4 separate regions of the Mus musculus genome follow, and regions 1, 2 and 3 are each linked to region 4. The links are chromatin contacts, called in public Hi-C and Micro-C maps. All regions are on one chromosome and are shown on one strand. The core of a region is the stretch at or near the end of the contact, and the rest is flanking DNA. Distances in the headings are between cores, read along the strand shown. Region 1 holds the start of Slco4a1 (solute carrier organic anion transporter family, member 4a1). Region 2 holds the start of Pcmtd2 (protein-L-isoaspartate (D-aspartate) O-methyltransferase domain containing 2). Region 3 holds the start of Rps21 (ribosomal protein S21). Region 4 holds the start of Ppdpf (pancreatic progenitor cell differentiation and proliferation factor).

What was found. A called contact is a pair of places that touch in the nucleus more often than the background predicts.
Region 1: a contact with region 4 is called in a Micro-C map of embryonic stem cells, with 4 times the contacts expected there. The contact joins the promoter of Slco4a1 here to the promoter of Ppdpf in region 4. A contact is called at or near these places in 1 of 39 promoter capture datasets (embryonic stem cells), 1 of 484 Hi-C or Micro-C datasets (embryonic stem cells) and 1 of 115 datasets of contacts at active chromatin or transcription factors (pancreatic cancer cells).
Region 2: a contact with region 4 is called in a Hi-C map of uterus, with 4 times the contacts expected there. The contact joins the promoter of Pcmtd2 here to the promoter of Ppdpf in region 4. A contact is called at or near these places in 2 of 39 promoter capture datasets (embryonic stem cells and pre-B cells) and 1 of 484 Hi-C or Micro-C datasets (uterus).
Region 3: a Hi-C map of B cells shows a contact between it and region 4, with 8 read pairs. The contact joins the promoter of Rps21 here to the promoter of Ppdpf in region 4. A contact is called at or near these places in 1 of 39 promoter capture datasets (liver) and 2 of 484 Hi-C or Micro-C datasets (B cells and CD4 T cells).

What each region holds. Positions count from the first base shown.
Region 1 is chr2:180,454,905-180,458,002 of GRCm38.p6, forward strand. It overlaps Slco4a1 (solute carrier organic anion transporter family, member 4a1), which reads left to right and starts at 1,341. Exons shown (of 12, transcript NM_001355218.1): 1 at 1,341-1,469.
Region 2 is chr2:181,835,932-181,839,234 of GRCm38.p6, forward strand. Pcmtd2 (protein-L-isoaspartate (D-aspartate) O-methyltransferase domain containing 2) reads left to right here and starts at 1,923. Exons shown (of 7, transcript NM_153594.3): 1 at 1,923-2,053.
Region 3 is chr2:180,256,097-180,259,273 of GRCm38.p6, forward strand. It overlaps Rps21 (ribosomal protein S21), which reads left to right and starts at 1,283. Exons shown (of 6, transcript NM_025587.2): 1 at 1,283-1,351; 2 at 1,525-1,587; 3 at 1,692-1,755; 4 at 1,890-1,961; 5 at 2,134-2,189; 6 at 2,282-2,348. The coding sequence starts at 1,538. The coding sequence ends at 2,291. Cables2 (CDK5 and Abl enzyme substrate 2) reads right to left here. Exons shown (of 10, transcript NM_145851.2): 10 at 2,443-3,177. It overlaps Mir3091 (microRNA 3091), which reads left to right and starts at 1,440; the gene lies at 1,440-1,515.
Region 4 is chr2:181,185,212-181,188,496 of GRCm38.p6, forward strand. Ppdpf (pancreatic progenitor cell differentiation and proliferation factor) reads left to right here and starts at 2,036. Exons shown (of 5, transcript NM_001356427.1): 1 at 2,036-2,243; 2 at 2,454-2,525; 3 at 2,598-2,675; 4 at 2,793-2,889; 5 at 2,971-3,285. The coding sequence starts at 2,471. The coding sequence ends at 3,088.

The sequences.
Region 1 (3,098 bases), core at 91-2,590, 730 kb before region 4:
AAATAACAAGTCAGGCTGGAAGAACTAAGCTCAGCAGCCAGTCTCTTCTCTAGACATAAAGGAAGAGCCCTGCCTTAGCTCCCGAGGCTGCATGGAGGGTCTGTCCCCAGGCACCCTGTGACTAGTGATGTCCTCATGAGCTGACAGCAGGGTCCACACTAACTTTACTTTTGTGTAGCCCAAGCTGATCACAGACTCTGATTCCTTCTGCCTTTACTTCCCCTGTCCAGATTATAAACTCTGGATGCCTTGGAGAGTTGGGGAAGGTTATTTTGTTTCTATTGTTTTGCTTTGGTTGTTGTTCTTGGTTTTGTTTTGTTTTATTTTTATTTTTAAATCCAGACAGGATTTTATTAGGTAGCCCAGTGTGGCTCTCCCACTAAAGATTCTCCTGCATCAGCCCCATGTATGTATAGGATTATCGGTGAACATCGCCACACCTGGCTCACATGTATTTTCAATTAAATGTAATACACCCCAAAGGGAGACATATATGGAGAGTTTCTGCCATCGGCTGTTGATTGTCAGTGGTATGATGTTAATGGCTAGTGGCTGTCGGCTGTTACTTGGCTAAATTCAGACCAGCTACTGTTTTCCATTTCCTTCAGTGATGTGTTGGAATCATAAAATTAAAAAAAAAAAGAAAAATAAAAAATAAAAAAGGTTGTTTGCTTGATTTTCTGAGACTGGGTTTCTTTTGTAGCCCAGGCTGGCCTAGAACTATGAAAGTGGGACCCTTCTTCTGCCCCAGCCTTCCGAATACCCACAGGCTTACAAGCAGTAGCCATCACACTCGTATGGCTAATTATCTTAGTTTTACAGATGCGAAAACTGGCCCAGAGGGGTTCAGAAATATGTTCAAGGTCGCACAGCAGAGAACGCCTCAATTTGAAGGTGACTGGTATATTCTCTCTCCATCTCAGGTCAAGAGTACCCGGAACTGGAACCCTGTGGGCTCCTCCGGTGAGGGTGTGGTTTGGCCCAGCGCCCCGTTGCACTGAACTCACTGGTTGACCTGAGCAGAGAGTGGAGAGATCCCTTTGCCGGGCTGGAGCTGTACCCCACGCCTGAGGGGATCGCTACTCGCGCCCTCCAACGCCTCGGTTCCACGCTTGAGCAGGTGGCATCTACGACGCAGTGAGACTTGAGCCATATTTTCCTAGCCTGCAACCTCCAGAGTGTCCCCCAACAGAAAGAAATCACCGCGTGCAAAGCACTAGCTAAGTCCCGCTCTCTGTGCTGTCCCTGACCCGCCCAAGTTCCGCCCCTCCGCTCGGCCCCGCCCCGGCGCGCCCTCGCTACTGTCACCTCTGGCCCCGGCCCGCCCGAGCCTCGCTGCCATTGGTGGCGGTGGTGAGGCCACTACCCCCATCCCTGCGGGAGCGGCTTGGGCGATGAATGAAGCGGGAGTGGGCTGCGCGCGTAGTCCAGAGCGCAGGGCGCAGCGCGGCAGCCGGGTTCGTGGGAAGGTGAGTGCTCTGGGATCTGGACTGCTTTGAGGTCTCGGACCAGGATGGGGACAGGGTCTGGCTCCGTACTAGATGCCTCCTAGGTATGCCAGACTCCGACCTGCTGACGTCAGGAGCGCGGCAGGTGTTTGCGGAGGCTGGACTAAAGCGCGGCGGAGCCCCGGGTGCGTTGTCTGAAGACACATCCCGGGGAACCAATGCGGGGACAGAGTGGGCTCAAGGGAGCCGGATGCAGAATTCACCCCTTCTCACTGCACATGAGGGAAGCTGCAAGTCTGCAGTGGGGTGGGGGAAGGCAGAGCCGCTGCGCTAGAGCGAGAGGGAAGATGGGAGTGGACTTGGGGCGCAGGAAAGCGTGAGGGGGGGGGGGGGACCGCTAGAGCTGTCGGCCCAGGTTAAAGGTTTGCTAGTATACGCAGGTGCGAGCCTCTGCGGGTCTGTTCAGCGACAGATCCAGTGGCTGTGGTGGTTGTTGCTAAGACCGAGGGAAACGTGGAGCACGGAAGTTGCTCACTAGTGGCGGGCTTTGTCCCTACGAGGAGCGCGGATGCCCGGGTCCCTGAGGCCCGGTACCTTCACGCAGCTCTCCGATGCCCCCGGACGCGTGTGTACGCCAACGAGAGTTCGGGTCGCTTTGCTGCCTGATTGGCACGCTTAGCTCCAAACCCGGGAACTCAAGGCAGGGTACCTCCTTCACAGGAGAGGTGAGCATCTGTAGGAAAAATGAGATAGAGACACATAGTCGCACCTTATAGCTTGGGGCCCCAGGCGCAGTGGCTTGAGTTTAGCGTGATGAGGATTGCTGGCCTCCCCCAGACATGGCCTTGGGGTGTTTCTGTCCCAAGGTGTTGAAACTGCCCATTTGTGATGGAACTATCCCAACTTCAGGGCAGTGTTTTTTGTTTGTTTGTTTGTTTTGTTTTGTTTTGTTTTGTAGTTTAGTAAACCAAGGTAGCTGTCTAGTCAGCTGTTGTTAAAGCAGCTTGGGGCAGGTGGACGGCAGGGAAGAGAACACCTGGTGTTTAGCCGAATTATTTATAAATCTTAGCTGTGGTAATGGGGACAGCAGGCGCTGTTTGCTGAGCCTGGCATTTGCTGGCTTGGAGAGGGCTTTGGATAAGAGCAGTCCCAGGCAGCATTTTAAAGTCCCCTTGCACAGAGGAGCAGCCTGGGGCACCGGGATGTTTGGCTTGCCTAGAAATGACACAGGGGAGACCGGAGGTTTGTATCATTTGCCAGCCATTCTCTCTTCAAGAAGAGAGGAAAGCCAGGTCAGAGAACCAGCAGTTACCAGGACAGGACTATGCTGGTGGCCAAAGGTACCTACCTGTTGGCTGTGATGAGGTGCAAGACTTGCCTTGCCTGCCCACTAGGAAAGACCAACAGGTACTACCTGGATAAATTCTTCCTGGATGATCTAATTGTAGCTCATTGGGTGTGGTCCCCAAAGCAGATGCTGGACAAGCCCCAACCAGAACCTTCCCCAATACTGCAGAGGGGCCAGGCAGGCAAGACGGAGGCTTGTGACTGGGTGAAGAGAGGGGCAGGGCCTGGGCCAGGACCAGCAGCATAAAGACTTGTAAATGGGCCCAGCAGGAGAGCTACCGAGTAACTGTTTTGCAGCAGTTT
Region 2 (3,303 bases), core at 673-3,172, 650 kb after region 4:
TTTACATATGCATGCAAACACCACAGACACACCAAATTTAAAAAAAGCAATTAAGTGTGTAAGGTTGCTACATGTCCTTTCATAGCTCAGTAGCTCACTTTTCAAAAAATCCCTGATTAAAACAGTTATGTGGCTATACCTCCCATCTATTTAATATTTTTTGTTGCTTCTAATGTTTGATGATTACAAATGAAGCTGTTATACTACCTACATGTGCTGGTTTTGTGTATAGTGGTAAATATCTAGGAATTCAAATGGTGATTTTTTAAAAAGTTTTATGTATGTTGGAATAGTTTTGTACAGCCCTGGCTAGTCTTGAACCTATTACACTGCCAAAGTATGACCTTAATCTCCTGGTCCTTCTTCCTCCACCACTAAGTGCTGGCATTACACTTGTTTGCTGTCACATCTTCTAAGACGTTGCTTAGTTCAGTAGCAAACTGACAAACTATTTTCCAGAGTATCTTTATTATTGCTCATTCCCACCAGCAATGAAAGTGATGTGCTGCTGTTGCTCTACATCCTCACCAGTATTTGGTGAATTATAGATTTTATAAATTTTGGCTATTCTAATAGGTGTGTATTGATATCTCATTGTTTTATAAATCTGCATCACCTAATGACAAATTATGTTGATATGTTCATATGCTCATTTGCCATCTGTATATTTCCTTTGCTGAGTCATATGTTCATAGCTTTTTCCCGTTTCTATTTGTGCTGTTTATTTTCTTATTGTTGAGTTTTAAGGATTTTTAGAAATCCTTTATCAGATATGTGTTTTGGGAATATTGTTTTTCAGTCTATGTCTTACCTTTTTATTCTTCTGACAGTATATTTTACAGAGAAATGATGCCAGTGTTAAAAAGATATATTTTACCTTTAAGTGTGTGTGTGTGTGTGTGTGTGTGTGTGTGTGTGTGCACATGCCTGAGTGCCTGCAAAGGCCAAGTGTCTTGGGTACTGGAAATCAAATTTGGAAGAGCTATGTCTCTATTATTTTTACACGTGGATGTCTAATTATTCCAGCATCTTTTGTTGAAAAGACCAGCACTCCTCCATTGAATTGTATTTGTTCTCTTATCAAAGGTGAGTTTACTATATTTGTATAGCTCTAACCTAAGTTTTGTATTTGATAGCATCAATTTATTTCCCCCATATGACTCTTGATTACTGTAATTTTAATAGTAAGTCATGAAATCAGATGTTGTTAGGCCTATACTTTTGTTTTGTTTTGTTTTTGATCAATATTGTGTTATCTAGTTCGGGTCTTTAGCCTTCCCACGCAAACTTTAAAAAATAGTAGAATCATTTTCTCCTCATTCGTACCACAATCAACTGCAGGTTGAGTGACTTTCTTACAGCTATTGACTCAGGCGTCCAGACTCCTTCCTTCTTGACACTACTTCCTTCAACATGTACCCTCCAAGCAGTATAGAGGAGATGTGCAATCCCAATGAAATAGAACAAAAACTCAGAACAATCTTGAAAGGTAGCCCTAAAGATCACTTAGACTTTGGTCTATTTTGTAGGTTTCTTAGAAGTGGCCAGAACTGCTGGTTCAAGGTTCAAGTGTGCAGATGGCCATCCCCTGGACCAGGTAGCCTGGCAGGGTCAGGGCCGGCAGTCATTTGTGTTGTAACTCCTGCAGGAGAGTGGACCCAATCTATCACTCTTGTTTCTTAACTCCTGCCTTTTCTACTGTGGGGGCTTTGTCCTTGAGTGGACATAAGCAGGCAAAATGCCCTTCTCCCGTCGACACGCCAGCATCTTCTCATATCATTAGGCCGGGATATGCTCGGAGACCACCTAGTGACTGACCAATCAGGCAGGGACACACTTAACTCAAACCAGTGGGTGGAAAGTGGCAGGCTCGTGGGCTGTGCCGTTGCCCCTTTAAGAGTGTCCTCCAACCGCACATGCTCAGTTCAGGTAGAGCCCGCGCACGCGCAGAGGTAGCAGCGGATGTTTACAGCGGCTGAGGTCCGTCCGAAGCGACAGAAGCGTCTGAAGAACTGCTCTCCGAGACTCAATACGGGGGCTGCTGAGCGCCGAGGTAGAGCCGTCTCTGCCCCTCGGCCCTTCCCTCCATATCCCTTCTCCAGCTCTGGTTACCCGTTCCCCAGCGTCCGTGTATCTTACCATCTCCGAGAGTTTCGAACCCCAGCGCCTGTCACCCCCGCCCCCCCATCTCCCTGCCCAGCACCTCCCTCCCCTCCAGCGTGCCCCCCCACCCCCCGCCTGTTGCTAATTCTGGGATCTGATTGCTCTAGTTCTACAACCTATTTCTAATTAAGTAGGAAATGTTTGCAATTAGCTCAAGGGCAAGTCGGGCATTGACCATGATTGAAACAAATTATACCTAGGGTGGATATTGGGAAGAAGGCAGAGTATCCTACAGAGGAGAAAAAAAAGACCCCTTTGGGGAAAGATCTAAAGTAGCTGGAGAGAACCCCTGGGGCCTGGACCCTTTGTTTCTTTATTAGGCCTGTGCCTCTGCCATCAACTCCGTCATCTTGAGTATCTGCCCTCTGCTCTCTTGGGCCCTGCACTGTTGTTCTCTGTTCTTATTGAAGACATTGCTAAAGTGGGCTCCATTACGTCTGGTAGGTTGTCTCTAGAACGAGGTATTTAAGAGGCTCAGCACTGATTATATATAAAGGGAATTGAAGTGGGCCCTCTTGAGGTGGTGGCATTTGGTCTCTCCTTTTGCCCTGGCTTTTCTCCATCCTCCTCTGAGACCTTGCTGGGAGACTTGGGAGAAGGGACTCATTTTTCTTTTTTTCTTTTCTTTTCTTTTTTTTTTTAATTTCGGTTAGTCCCAAAGCTTTTCCACGCACGAAACAGTAGGAATTGTCCCTAGTCAGTACATACTACTGGTCAGCTTTCATTCAGATGCAGACCACAAGTGATATGCATTTGAGGCACACCCTCCAAGAGTTCTGGTTTTCAAGACAAGAAGCCTTGGCTATTTTCCTCGTTCTGCTGGCAGGATGATGGTTTAGAATACATGTTCCTAGCAAGGTATCCCCTAAGAAAGTGACATCCACTTGACTGTGGGCCAGCTGTCGCAGTTTTTTCAAACGCAGTATAGATATGAAACAGGGTTCTTTAGTCCAGCTTCACTTGTGTTGTTGTTGTCCACTTGGGGTCCTGTGCTGCTCAGTTTTTTTCCTATGCCCTTTTCTTCTGTTGGCCTGTGCTAATCAGTTCTGAATGGGAACTGTAATAAGCATTACAGCAAGTAGCAAAGTGTGTATCGTAGGGTAGTAAAGGAAGGACAATCTCCTAAAAAATAGTTCTTTG
Region 3 (3,177 bases), core at 33-2,532, 930 kb before region 4:
TTCCCCACCCCCATTTAAAGGAGCTCTCTGTGAAAACAGGTGCTTGGGTAAGGTGTCTGTGCCTAATCTGAAAGATAACCCCTGCTGCGCGGGAATTTATTATTTTTTTCAAAACAGGGTTTCTCTGTGTAGCCCTGGCTGTCCTGGAGCTCACTGTGTAGACCAGGCTGGCCTGGAACTCAGAAATCTGCCTGCCTCTGCCTCCCGAGTGCTGGGATTAAAGGCGTGCGCCACCACGCCCTGCGCGGGAACTCTTAATGCATACATGACTACTGGTTTCCAGGTGTGAGGAGGAAAGTGTAGCCTCGGTTTCACCAGACCCCGTGACAGACAGTCTTGGAAGGTGATCACCAGTCAGTGTGCACATGGCAGGGAGGTTCTCCCCAAGACCATGTAACTGGGTGTATGTCCCAGCTCCAGACTGCAGCTCCAGTCCCAGAGAGATATCAGGCATAAAGTTCTACAGATGAGTGAGCAGTGGATTCACTCACGGAGAAATGTAATCTCAGGAGAGTCGTCAACAGCGTGGGCAGTCTTGTGTCCGGGCTGCTCTCTGACCTCGTAAACAAAGAGGCTTACTGAGCATTATGGTGACTGTGGTCTGGGAACTTTCCTTTTTCGAGACGGGAACTCAGTGTAGTCCAGAGTGGCCTCAAATAGATAATCCACCTGCCTCGGCATCCCGAATGCTGAGATTAAAGGCGTGCACTCTCAGGCCAGACTCACTTCCCTAGGCGTGTGGACCGGGTGGCGGCTGGAGCCAGAGGAGTAGGGCAGGGCCTGGGGCGAGGAGGGGCAGGATGGCAAGGACGCAGGGTGAGTAGGGGGTTCTTGAAGAGAATGAATGTGCAGCGGAAAGCCAGCGGTCCAGCTCATTTGATCCAACCTCAGTTTCCTCTTCGGAGGATTGGTCTTCCCGTTCCCGCCTCCCTCCGCCACGCTCGTTCCCCTCCCAGGCTCTGGCGGCGCCTCAGGTCGGTGGAGTCAGGGATCCAGCAGCGGCTGGGCTCCCTCTGACAAGCTAGCCTCGAGGGCGGCTGGAAGACAAGCCAAGTCCAACCTCTCCAGCGGAGGACGGAGGGGCTGGACTCCGCAATGGAGGCGGGGCCTGAGGAAGAAGGCATGTCTTGGCTGGAGGCGGAGACAGGGACCGATGCCTGTGCTTTGTGCGGAAAGAGCCAGGCTTTCTTTGCACCGGAAGCGGAAGTTAAAACACACAAACAGGCCTCCGGTATGGTGGATACGAGTACCCTGACCCGGAAGCACTTACCGAGGACCCGCCCTCCTGCCCAATAGTGCTGCGGAGGCACGAGCTACTTCCTTTCTGCGCTCTCGCTGGACAAGTGAGCAGGTAGGCCTCGGTGCGGGCTGTGTGCGAGCGGGGCCGGGCTGGGCCGGGCTGGGCGCAGTTGGGGAGGTCGCGGTCACATGGCCGAGAGTGCTTGCGGGCCATGGGTCTGGTTGGGCCCGCAGACTCGGAGTGCGGGCCTGACCAGTCTCAAGACCTGCGTGGTAACTCTGCAGGGACGGCCTCAGGATGCAGAACGACGCCGGCGAGTTTGTGGACCTGTACGTGCCGCGGAAATGGTGAGCATCTGCGGGCCCGTCATTCTCGCGCCCGCTTTCCCCGCTCCCATTCATCCACTGTTCTTTTGCGACCTATTAAACGCACTGTGCATCTCTTTACCCAGCTCCGCAAGCAACCGCATCATTGCTGCCAAGGACCACGCGTCCATCCAGATGAACGTGGCCGAGGTGAGCTGGGAACCTGACGGTTCCTGAGGGAAGGAATTACGAGGCCCTCAGGCCTCAGCCTGGCTCTTGGTGTGTTTACTAACATCGGGGTGAGGTCGAATCTTCCAACCTCTTTTTTTTTTTTTTTAACCCAGGTTGATAGGACCACAGGCCGGTTTAATGGCCAGTTTAAAACCTATGGCATCTGCGGGGCCATTCGCAGGATGGTGAGTTCTACCACCTGGTCTGCCTTGTACTGTTCATGTGACATCTGAGCTCTGATGGTGGTGTCCTTTTCTTCCTGTGGGAATGGTTTTGGGCTTAATAGTGCATGCTCTGCCTGCTAAGCAGGGAGCCAGCTCTGTGTGGATACTCAGGTATTTATTTTTAATTTTAAAGGGCGAGTCAGATGATTCTATTCTCCGATTGGCTAAGGCTGATGGAATTGTCTCAAAGTAAGTGTGGGGGACAATCTCACATTGGGGTTGAGTGGCTTGGGACTTCCCAAGAGATACAGCTTTTAATACTACTTTTTCCCCTTTGTTAGGAACTTTTGAGCAGAAGAAATCGGGAATTTGTTACAAATAAAAGTTTTAAGTACCTGTGACAGTTAAGTCTGCTTTTGCTGTTTTTACTATGTAGGGCTGGTGTTTTTATTGTGACCAGAAAAGGGCCGCACACTTACCTGAAAGGAGACAAGCAAGGAAGTATGTTGCAAAAACCAGTTTTACTTTAACAAAAACATTTTAACACCTTCCATTCATAACCTACTGGACATACACCACATTCTGAGGTCTGACACAGCTGTGTCCTGTTGAGCGCTGCGGGTGCAGCACCAGGTCTGTGGCATTGGGTCACAGTCCAGCTGGACACCATGGATATACCTCAGATTTCTGGACTCAGTCTATAGGACTCTGTTTAGCCCGTGTTTGGTTTAAGGGTTGGCTTTAACAGTGCTCAATACCACAAACCAGCAGCTCTTAGCGAAGCTTAGGAAGGACTAACAGCAGACCAGCTTGGTAAAATGAATACACCTTACTACATCTAGAAGCTTAAATAACATTTATCCCATCAGTCAGCCATATATATCTAAGTTCATTTAAAAAAAAAATGATGGGGCTGCCCTGAAGATAACCTGTTTGCAGGAACGACTTATTGCACCTAAAGATGCTCTGAGAACGTGGCATGCTTACACCAGCATAAGCATGGACAGGCTAAAACGTATTTACTATCCTTTGAGCTCCTGTCTGAGCTGTTACTGATCCGATAGACCTAGGTGGTCGGTGTCAGGCTTGAGGACGAGCATCTCTGGGACATGAGACTGGAACCAAGCGGTGGCTGGCGTCTGCCAGGCTGGTGACCAGTTTCTAGGGAAGGATAACAGGCCTGGGGAGGTGGAGGATAGCTCTTGAGTGATGACAGTGGCACAGGGCAACTTGGCCT
Region 4 (3,285 bases), core at 786-3,285:
AATGTGGACAGTGCCATCCCATGGGCTGCATTCTTGAATAAACAAAGAAAAGGAGAGTGAGGTGAGCACCAGCCATCATCTTTCTGTTTCCTAACTGCAGACATGACCATGCTGCCTCATGTTCCTGCTGCCATGATGTCCCTCTGCAACAGACTGTATGACAATGAGTAAACTACTAAGATGTAAGGGTCACTTACAAAAGTGAAGGTGACTCAGAAGCTCAGTCACAAGGCTCATATGAGGCTGAGTGACAAGTCAAGGAGGCTGCTTGAGTTTCCTGGTTGCAGTCTACTATGCTGGAGCGTCCCCTTGTCCCAGCAATCAGTTACAGTTTATATAACCTGGAGAAGAGTGTGGCAAGTGTTGGTAAATCTCTTGTGAGTTCCTGGAACTCTCTTGTAATTGTTTGTTTCGAGACAGGCCTTCTCTATGTAGCCCTGGTCATCCTGGAACTAGCTCTGTAAACCAAGCTGGCTCCGAGCTCACAGAGATTCGCCTGCCTCTGCTTCCCAAGTGCTGGGATAAAGGCGTGTGCAATCATCAGCAAGTCCTTGTATTCTTGGGAGGTTTTATTTTTCACTCATCTCATATGCAATACATCCCCACAGCAGCCTCCCTTTCTCCTTCTCCCTGACCTTGCCCATCTCCCATCTTCCCCAGATCCATTGTTCCTCTCTTTCCCTTCAGAAAAGAGCAGGCATAAGAAGATGCAATAGAACTAGGCATATATCCTTTACTTTCTTTTCAGAGGGAATTTTCACTACAGGAAATAGCTAATAACCACTGGAGATGCCCATGTACTTGACCAGGACAGTTCAGGGTAAGTCATAGAATCTGAAGTACATAACACTATGAAGACAGAAGTCTCACCCTCCTGGTGTCACCAGGACGGTCCTTATCAGTGGCCTTACTCACTTGTACTGCTGTCATGTCAACTGCCCCCACCTCTTTTTCATTACACCTTACCCATCTCCTTTATGATCTCTAAACCAGCACCCCTACTGGACCATTTCTTGTCTGGTTTTCCCGAGCCTGGATCAATGCTTGCACAGAGTAGGTCTCAACAAATCCAAGCAAAGGGTCCCAGCCAAGCAGCCTTGAGACTTCGGCGACACAAGAGCCTCCTCCTGGGATCCTACTAGCCTCAGCCTAGTCGGTTCTCCCTGAGCCTCCAATGAAGTCCAGCATCTTTGGTTATAGGAGAAGCATGCTGCACGAAGCTGGCTCATGATCCTCTCGGTCTGACAGAACACAGGCTGCTGAGGAAGGGAAGGGTGGGCAGGGCATGCTGGCCAGCCCTAACTTGATTCCCCCCAAACATGAGTCTCCGACCAACAATGGAAGCTACTAGAGACTGTCTCTGTTAGAGCTCTCTCTGACCCCAAGGCTTCGTCTGTCTTCCATCACTCCTCTCCAAACAGAACACAGGTTGGGAATGATGAACAACAATGCGAGTCAGGACTTGAAAGACAGACAGCTCCTCAGCTTACCAAGGGCAGGCTATTCCCTACAGGACCGCTTGGGGGCTCCAGGCACCATCCAGTGAGCCCAGAAAACAGAGATTGCGATGGTAGGGAGGTGCGCGGCAACAGCTTGTGCTTACTTATGTTAAACAGATCCACTCAGTCAAGGGTCGGAGTGAGGTACGTGGAAAATAAAGCCTGCGGGGACCAGCGAAAGCAGCGGGCAGCCCCAAGTAAAGGGAACAAGAACACCAAACAGGCTGTACTACATGAGACCACATCCGAGAGGGTGGCACAGACTGAGGGGCACATGAGATTCTTTAACCTCTTCTATCCGGGTTCGAGTCCGAACCAGGCAGGAAAAAAGCAGCAGAGCTGGTTTCGACTGGAGCGAAACCACAGATGTTTGATCAAGGAGGTTAGGGCCAATGTGGAACTTTGCAGAACCTAGCATTGCAGAAGGTAGGGTGGATTCTTGCTCCGCTCGGGGTGGAGTCTAATAGGGAAGGGCGGGACCACTTCGTGCTACTTCTGGTCTATCAGGGGAGCTCAAAAGTCTCATGGGTGGGCCCGCTGTGAAGCGGGAGGGGCTTTGACGCGCGCCCCGCCTCCCAGTGGTGCGTCTTTTGCGGTGCAGGAAAGCTACTAAGTACGCGCGTGCGCATAGCGCGCGTGGGTCCTAAAGTGGTGTTTCGTGGGTTATCTTTGCAAATGGGCTCCGCGGCCTAGCGCCCTGGTGGCCTAAAAACGAAGCCTGCAAGGAAGGGGTTCTCCGCCGAGGTGAGGGCAGTGACGAAGGCAGCCGGCGGTGGGGTGGGGGAGGCGCGTCTTCTTGGGGCCAGGAGCAGACAAAGCCCCTTTGTCTCACCACGCAGCCGGACCGGGCTGGTTGGAGCCGCTTGGAAACCTGGCACTGTCAGGACCCGGGAGACTCGGGGAACCCTCCGGTGTGCGGTGACCAGGGCCCACATTCTGCTCTCGTCTCCGCAGCGCCTCGGTCCTGAAGCATGGCAGCCATCCCTTCCAGCGGCTCGCTCGTGGCTACCCATGACTACTATCGGCGTAAGTAGCCCCTCGCCAGCCCCGCCCAGGGCTGGCCCAGGGCCCTGTGGCTGACCCGCCTCCCCTTCCCAGGACGCCTGGGCTCCTCGTCCAGCAGCAGCTCCGGCGGAAGTGCCGAGTACCCTGGGGACGCCGTGCTCCAGTCCCCGGGTAAGTGCAGAACCAGCCAGCGGAAGGGCAGAGTTCACGTCCTAAGGCGGAGTGGGGTGGGGGATGGGTAGCGTGGAGAAGGACTTGACCCCATCGTGACCCTCCTTTGCTCCTCAGGTCTTCCCAAAGCCGACCCGGGCCACTGGTGGGCCAGCTTCTTTTTCGGGAAATCCACACTCCCGTTCATGACTACAGTGTTGGAGTCTCCTGAGCGGTGAGTCCATCTTCCATGTGGTTGTGGGGGTGGCCCCAATTAAAGCAAATGCCGACCCAGTGACCTATGCTCTCCTTACAGCTCGGCAGAATCCCCCCAGGTCTCCAGAAGCCCGATGACCTGTGGCCTGACTCCTGAAACCATGAAGCAGCAGCCAGTCATCCATTCTGGCCAGACCAACCCCAGGGACCTTTCCTGACCTATCAGAATCTGCAGCCTGCCCAAGCTGAAGTGGTGCTAGGCCAGTGCCTACCCTCTCGACCCTCCCTGTAAACTAGGAAGGCTGAACAAGAGAAACCAGTAGAAGCTGGAGAGAGCCCCCTCTTGGTTCACAGCACTGAACTTTCCTGACCCCATAACTGTGTCTTGGCACAAAGCAGAAAATAAACTCACAGC